Regions from separate parts of the Anas platyrhynchos genome. Here region 1 is linked to region 2. A link is a contact called in public Hi-C data. All regions are on one chromosome and are shown on one strand. Each heading gives the region's core, a stretch centred on a gene start, on an enhancer-like site or on the middle of the called end of the contact. The rest is flanking DNA. Distances are from core to core; before and after follow the strand shown.

What was found. Hi-C and Micro-C count contacts between places; a contact is called where the count stands out from the background.
Region 1: a Hi-C map of subcutaneous adipose tissue shows a contact between it and region 2, with 2.4 times the contacts expected there. The contact joins two enhancer-like sites. A contact is called at or near these places in 3 of 8 Hi-C or Micro-C datasets (F5 follicle, skeletal muscle and subcutaneous adipose tissue).

What each region holds. Positions count from the first base shown.
Region 1 is chr3:4,264,157-4,268,413 of IASCAAS_PekinDuck_T2T, forward strand. SPTBN1 (spectrin beta, non-erythrocytic 1) reads left to right here. Exons shown (of 37, transcript XM_072035046.1): 29 at 209-347; 30 at 1,475-1,559; 31 at 2,719-2,915. Among named protein-coding and RNA genes, the nearest start is that of EML6, 30 kb to the right of the region's middle. Within about 2 kb of position 1,620, at least 2 of the 8 cell types and tissues checked have an H3K27ac peak or open chromatin away from gene starts, as enhancers often do. A contact at or near this core is called in subcutaneous adipose tissue, where this site is marked.
Region 2 is chr3:4,058,426-4,062,412 of IASCAAS_PekinDuck_T2T, forward strand. All of the region lies in intron 3 of ACYP2 (acylphosphatase 2), which reads left to right. Among named protein-coding and RNA genes, the nearest start is that of ACYP2, 18 kb to the left of the region's middle. Within about 2 kb of position 2,421, at least 1 of the 8 cell types and tissues checked has an H3K27ac peak or open chromatin away from gene starts, as enhancers often do. A contact at or near this core is called in subcutaneous adipose tissue, where this site is marked.

The DNA of each region.
Region 1 (4,257 bases), core at 370-2,869, 200 kb after region 2:
CACATTTCTTTATCTGACCCCCGATTGACAATACAATGGTGCTGTCCCTCTGGAAGTGCTGCTGACAGTCCCTGTTTCCTGAACTACAAAGACGACCTAGGAATTAAATTTTGTATCATACCATTCTGGGTTAGATTTATTTATTTTTTAATGTAGCAGCTGTTAAATTTTAAAGACATGTTTCTGAATCGTGGATTGACTATTTTAGGGATGTCTCCTCTGTTGAACTGCTAATGAACAATCACCAGGGGATCAAAGCAGAAATCGATGCCCGAAATGACAGCTTTACTACCTGTATTGAGCTCGGCAAATCTCTACTGGCAAGAAAACACTACGCATCAGAGGAGGTATTGTACTTACTGAACGGGTAACAACTGCAGTGCAGCTGGCCTATAGATTCCTTTTCAGCTAGAGAAACTTGCATTGTGTAATTTATGGATTAATAAGGTGCATTTTTATAATGACATGCGTTACTTCAGGGACTATTGCAGTTACTTGCTATTGTGAAATTAGTGTAAGATTTAATGCTGTGGATTCACATCGGGGAGCAGAGATGACACCAAAGTTTAAAGTATCCCTGTCAGTCCAGGAAATGCAAAGAAGCTGTTGCATTCAGTCTGCAGAGAGCTGTCTCTGGGATGGCTGTGCTTGGAAAGGTGATTTCTTAGAGCAAGAGCAGAGACAACTGAGAGGCATCCTGAATTTTGCTGAGGGCAGCTGGAATGCTTATGAAGAGGCCTTCTAGGGGAAGGAGCGGGAAAAAGTTCACAGGGAGTAAATCCAGGGAATATTACAAGAGAAATGTACTTGACTGCCTAAGGCCTTGATTTATTTTCTGATTTGACTAGGCCAAAGGATAGAGGCTCAACCCTTGTTTCTTCCTGTCTCCCTTTTGCAGAGGGAGGATAGCCAAATGTTGTAAGACTGCCCACTTGGGGAGGTGATGTTTTCTGTGCTTGTGTTACACAGAAGTGCTGCGGAGCAGCCTCAGAGTAACATTTCCTCAGGAACTGGAAGATTTTGCTAGCCAGTATTCACCCTGTGAATGATATAGTGCTTATGTTGGCATGTCATTGTTAGCACAAGTAGCTTCAGGTAGCACAGGTAGCACATTTATATATGCACATCTATAAATAAAAAAACGTGGAAGATACACTGTATGGTTGTACCATTAGATTTGTTTCTCCATTATACTCCTTTGATCAAATAATGTTAGTACTGTAGTTCTTAACAGACACTGTATGCTTATGCAAACGTAGTGTTTTAATGTAAATGTCATATTTATTTGTATTTCAAAGGAAAAATATGAATACAATGGCTTTTTTTTTTAAGTCATTCCTGACAATCCAGCACAATGTATCCTGTCAGTAAATGCCAGTGCCTTTTGCTTGTGATACCAGCTTACACAGTGTGGTGAGGTGACCGTGCTGCCTAATGCTTATGTAACAGTCCTGCATTCTCCTCTTAAATCCAGATCAAGGAAAAGCTACTGCAGCTGACAGAGAAAAGAAAAGAAATGATTGACAAATGGGAAGACAGATGGGAGTGGCTGAGACTGAGTAAGGATGTCCTCGCATTTTTCTTGGCAGGGCTATATCTAACTCTCTTCACTGTGTCTTTCTGAGCACTTAAAAACCTTGAAACTCCTTTTTTATTTTTTTCATCACTTGAAAGTGTTTTTGTACTGTACTAACTGAAAAATTCATGTCTGTTAATTGTAAAATAACTGAGAACTTGAAACAAAGAAACCTGCCCTAAAGGTCTTACTCTGTATGACCAAAACTGGAGCTAGGTGAAACAGATGCACCAGGTTTTGCAGGTGTCACATTCCAACTGTTTTTCTACAAAGGATGTACTGACAAAAAATATGGGGAAGTAAAGCTTTGTTATCTTACACATGTAACATACCAGCATTGTCTGAGAGGCCAGGTTAATGAGTTTATTGACAAAAGATGCACTTTTAAATGTTAGAGCATTTTCCAGTTTTTACACCAGAAACAACATAGTTCAGATACTCTAACAAGGTTTTCTGTAACTCATATGGACTGAAGGCTTTGCAGCAGACAGTTACCAACACATGCACTTCGAGCATCTCAAAATGTACAGCACAGTGTAATCATTTTGTGGAGTTCTGGGCTGCTCTGTGTACTTTATTCATTCTTTCTGAGTCTCAGCAGGCTTTAAGAAAAAGAATCACAAGTGCCTGTCCCTGAGTTTGGGTGGTTGAACCATATTCTTCATCAAAATTGTTGCAATCTCATTCACAAAAGCTGTGGAAGCTTTTTTCAGCTGGAAGGAAACCTGGAACTGTAGCATTGTAGGCAAGCCTGAAGTACAGGCTTGCAGCCTTCAGTCTAGCTGTTTGGTTGACAGGCCAGAGTGAGGAAGAAAAACAGCAGAAAACAGAATTTCATCTTTGAAGTTACTAGGTAACAGCAGATTAGAACAGAAAGGAGACACTGAAATTAGAAAATGAAATAATCTGCAGAAGAAATAAAGGTGGGCCTTAACTTTTGTTTTTCCTCAAAGCAAAGCCAACATGAGAAATTTCTGTCTTTTTACTGTTAATTTCAGTGAACTTAGTTAAGGAAAACACTTAGCTGAATACATTTGTTTTTTTCCCCCAGCTGTTTTAAAGTAAATTCTGAAGATGCCCAATACCTTCATGATGCCCTTTTTGACATTAATAGCACTGATGTCTGTACATTCTTTACTCAGTTTTGGAGGTGCATCAGTTTTCAAGAGACGCAAGTGTGGCTGAGGCCTGGCTGCTGGGGCAGGAGCCCTACCTATCCAGTCGTGAAATAGGTCAAAGTGTTGATGAAGTGGAAAAATTAATCAAGCGGCATGAAGCATTTGAGAAATCTGCAGCTACTTGGGATGAGAGATTTGCAGCACTGGAAAGACTGACCACGGTGAGTGCTTTAGACAAGAAGAACTCCTCTTGGCCATTCCCATTGCGGTGTCAGCTGATTGTTCCTAGTAGCTTCCCAATACCACCAACCTAATCTCCATTTGTTGATGCTGTGGAGGGCCAACCAAGGCTGACCACCCAGGGCCTGAAGTTTCATGTTCCCAACAATGCTAAAACCCTCTTAGGTTCATTTGAGCTCAACAGCCTGCAAAGAGAGCTTAAGTGGTAAATGACCTTAGTAGTCTACAAGAGCTGTCGGAGGCCCAGGAGTGATGACCCAGAAGCAAATTCTAGAGTTGAGTGGTTTGCCCTGGCTCTCTGATGTACAGGCCATACTGCTAAAAGGGAAGGGAGATGCTGAGGAACGAAAACCCAGATCCAAACTCTTGAAAATATTTTCAGTTCAAGAGGACAGCATGGCGAGGGGAGTTCAACAGAAATGTTTGTTGTGTTTTGGCCTCCAGTACAAGGCTATATTTTCCCCTAGAAATACACAAGCAAAACAAAACAAAACAAACAAACAAAAAACCACCAAAAACCATTTTCATCAGAGCTGAAATGGCAGTAATTAATGCTTGGAGAGTATCTCTAGAGAACAATCTTTAGACACTAAAATTGAAATGGCTTGATTTTTAACACTCACTGAACATCACAGCTGCAGACAGTGAATTGGAGTTTCATAGCATCTTCAAAAAGCAAGCTGTTTGTTATTTTGATGGTTAATTTCAGGGATTCCAATGTGAAACATTTTACTTTTGTGTATGTCAAGCAGACAAGAGGATGTCACTTTTAAATATTTTGATAGCTTGGGATACTTTGCTTTTTTGTTTTGGTTTGGTTTTTTCTTTTTCTTTTTTGTTTTATTGAAATGAATTAGGTAAGATACCTGGACATAGCAAGCAACTGCACAGGAACTCCATTTAATGTTAGAGTCTGATGCTCTGTGACTTAGTGCCATATCCAGTGCAACAAACTTTAAATAATTAATACTTTTAAAGACCTGTCCCTTCAAATTTTATGCCAATAAACTTTAATTTCAGTAAAGTTTCAGAAAAACGTAGGGTGTTGTTCACAATGTAGGGTGTCTGATTCAAACTCTGTTTCTCAGAATCACAGAATCACCTAGGTTGGAAGAGACCTCAAGATCACCCAGTCCAACCTCTGACCTAACACTAACCAGTCCTCCACTAAACCATATCACTGAGCTCTACATCTAAACGTCTTTTAAAGACTTCCAGGGATGGTGACTCCACCACCTCCCTGGGCAGACCATTCCAATGTCTAACAACCCTTTCAGTAAAGAAGTTCTTCCTAACATCCAACCTAAACCTCCCCTGGCACAA
Region 2 (3,987 bases), core at 1,171-3,670:
GATATTAAAAATCAGATAAAGATATCTGTTATTTTAAATAGAGTAATACTGGGGAAAGTGTGTAAATACTTTTTTTTGTTTGTTTGTTTTGAGATATGCTGGTGTGCATTACTGTAACAAACTCTCATGGTGAATTTCATGTGCAGGAACTAATAAGTTAATTTAACTGGAGGGTATAGAAATATCAGGGATCTAAAATTGTGTTCTCCTATACTAGTATCAATTTTAAAAGGTTATTTATTTGCTACTGAACTTGAGCTATTACTAAAGCTTTGTTAGAGTTCTTGATGCAATTAAAACGATGGAAAAAACTTTTCAATGTCAATGAAGGGATTCAACTGGACACAGCCTGAGATGTTCCCATTGTAACTTGGTAGATGTGACAGAATTGTTAATCTTTTTTTTTTTTTGATATGTGTTGTTTAAAGGTAGTGCAATAAATGCAGAGTTCATATGTATTAGCATATTTGGGGAAATGAAACCGCTAGATTCAGGTTTGATATGAAAGAAAATGGTTAGAAGATGAAGTACTACATAGCTTTCTAGGAATAATCATGAATTTTATGAACTACAGGGTATGTATGTGTACATGGACAAATTCTTCAGCCATCATTACAGACATGTAGCAACCTGGAGATCCTCTGACTAGGTTTACTGAACTGCAAAGGTCATTTATAGCTCCTCAGCCACAAAATGAGTGTTTTCATAGCTGAACTCCTGCATAAGACTTCATGTCAGTTTATCACGGGAGGCTAAAATTGCAATTGGCTTGGCCACAGTATTTTCAGCTGCAAAGCTATTGGGTAGTGTGGGGATTAGCATGTTTGTATTCGGAGGATTTGATTCTCCTGTGGCTTAAATTTTTTTTTCGTTTACTTGAAATTCACCCTTTTTGGATGTGGTATAGGCTTTGTAGTTCAGTGTTTTAACACTAGATGTCAATCTACTTGCACTCTAGGTTGCAATGTATTTTGCCTTCTAGATATTTCTTTCACCAACTGGACAAGCAGAATCCTGTCTTCCACCTACTTTGCAGAGAATTCAGATCATGAGAAAAGAGGAATTTAAATGTTGGATTTCTCATAGTAGCCAATACTGAAGACACTTTCTGTAAAACAAGACATGGCAGTTTGGGGATTGCATGGAAAATGTTTGATTTCCATGAAGCTCATTGACAGCTTGAGTTAAAGGAGTGACAAAAACCTAAAAGTAGAAGTTGGAAAGATCTAGGTGGTAATCTATTTTTTAAATATCTAATGAAAAGAAACTTAAACATTAATATTTCTTACTGATTGCTGCTTCTTGGTATTTGAACTTTGTAGGAACTGAGTTTAATCAAATGGTTGAACATTTGTCTGTTGGTTATTATTTTGTTGGTTGGGTAAGGCTTCTGTTTACAGAAAGAAATTCTGAGTTCTCTATAAACAGATGCTACAAAAATATGAATGCTAAGCTAGAGGGAATCATAGCTGTGTGCTCATGTCACCCCACCTCTGTTCTGTTTGTTCTATTTCTGTAGCAGGCAGTGTGTTTAGGGATATAACAGGAGCCAAATTTAACTTACTAGGAACATTGTCGTCATAACAGTGATCATGAGAGGGAATCTTGAGTATGAAACCTTCAAAGTCTGAAACCTTTAAAGTCTGAAAACATCAATTCTAAACATATATATAGTATCCTATAAAGTAAGATGTATAATACATAAAAATGGAGCAAAACTTGTTTCAGTGCTTCTTTTCTGTTGTGTGCCTGCAGAACAAAACAACCTGAGTTTAGCCTTAAATTAGCAGACATGACAGGAGGCATTGAAAGTCCATTTAACATTAGTTGACAAGCCAGGAGACACAGGTCTTAGCCCACATCTGTGCTTATTTAAGGATGAATGTTTTGGAAGTGTCTGTGGCTGACTGAGATGCCTGCATCCTAAGGAATCCTGAAATTTTTAAGCGATGAAGTGCTATTTTTGTAGAGGTAGGAGCATTCTGAGGAACAAACACTTGAAGTCAGCTTTAATATTTCTGATACCATGCTTCTACCATCTCCTCTGTCTTGTGTTCTAATTTTGAGATGCAGTGGTGAAAAGAGCTGTGTGAAAAATATAGTACTGTGTGGAAATTAGGTCCTCAGCACTGCGCCTCGGCACAAACCGATGTATTCTGAGAATCTGTTGTAGCTGGTCTTTGCTCCTAGTAATTTCAATGTAAGCACAGTGTTTTTAGTTAGTATTGGTTTTAATGCTTAAGCGCCATTTATGAAAGTGTTTTTACATTTCAGTGTTGCAGAGACAGTAAGAGAAGTGGAGAACCTTTTAGACTGGCAGCAGCACAGACAGGAGCAAAAAAACACAGCAGGAGGCAGAGGTTTCTCTCTTAAGTATAGTATCTTACTCTGAGTAACGGTTTAGAAATAAATGGAGCTAATTACTGCTGTGAATGCTATTGGCAGAACCCAGGGAGTTATACTGAGGTTTTTAGGCAGAGAGCAAGTAACAGCGGCTGTAAGTTTAACTTCCTCATTGTGTTAACATCTTTCATTGTGCTGCATCTACAGTTTTGTGTCAGACCTCTGCTTTTTTTCATTTAAGAAAGTACGTTTTTAGATAGTACTAAAATAGCGAAGTGGTCTAACAGCTTGCAGAACTTTTGGACAGAGATAAATGTGATTTGTTATAAAACTTGCTAATGTCCTTTGTCATCTCTGCCATTTTGATCCTGGCTAGCTGCCAAAACTGGATTTATCTCTCTGAGTATCTGTGGAGGTTTTCCATAGGCAGGGAGGCCTGTCCTGTGGGCTGGAGCCCTGCCTGGCATTGCTGGAGCGCTCTGTACTGTGGCCCTGTACCTGAGCTGCCTTTCCCAGTTGCAGCATGCCCCAGCTTAGACCCTAGTGTTTGTAAAATTTTCTACTCGGGCAGTGTTTTAAACATGTTTTAATCAGTGGCTGTCAGATGAACTTCACTCTAGCTGGAGATATTCAAACAAATTGTTTGCACCATGAAAATGTCTACTGTTACACTGTAATTCTGTCAGACTGAAACATTCAAACAGCAGTAATTCTGTTCTTAGTATCCTGCAGGAGTTTTGTTCTGATTCGGGCATATTAGTAGTGGTATGCAGCTATAGGTAAAATTCTTCTCAAAGAAATGATATATTGTTTTCTATATGTCCCTGCCTGTTTGGGTCACAGTTAGTATGTCCGTATATCTGAATGAAGGCTCACTTGCACATACTTCAATGTTTAATATGCTTTCTAATTGCATCTTGGGCAATTGCATCAATTGCTGAATTCCTCAAAGGTTCGGGCAGAATAAACTACCCTATGACTTTATATTTTTTAATAATTATCAGTACCCTGCTCTAACTAACTTTTTGAGGTTTTTCTGTTTTCATTAAAAAAAAAAAAAAAAGCAAGCTCTGAAGTATCAAAGCTGACTGCTGTTCCAAATGGTTTAGAGATCTGGTATATTGTTTAGACATTGTCTGAAAGAAGTGATAGAATATAGTCAATGTGACAGTAAAAACATAAAATGAGTATCGTGTCCAATTAAATTGGTTTTTCATTTACCTTATATCGCCTCTGGTGTGAGCAACCAAAATGTGTAGCTGTACCTGGCTTTGTGGTGCTTTTGTCACGGTAGTGAATTGTATCTGGGTGATCACTGCTGCCTGAGTAAGCAGGGGGAGTAATACATGTGGGGCTTTCTCCTGTTTCCACTTCTTTGCTCCTTGGCAAAATCACCAAGGCAGAGCATTTCATGCCCTGATGCTTGAAGTAGAGCCAGGGGATTCTTGGAAATGAAGCAATGCATAATCCAAACTCCCAATGGAGCTTTGACAGACCTGTCCAGTCTCGCACTGTTTTTCGTTCATGGAGTTGTCTGGAGAAAATAAAAGGGGCTTGGGCATGGAAACTGCTTCTAATGGCTGAGATTGTGACAGCATCCTTCGGCTGCTGCATTGACTCGCTGGTCAGCCTTGAACCCAACAG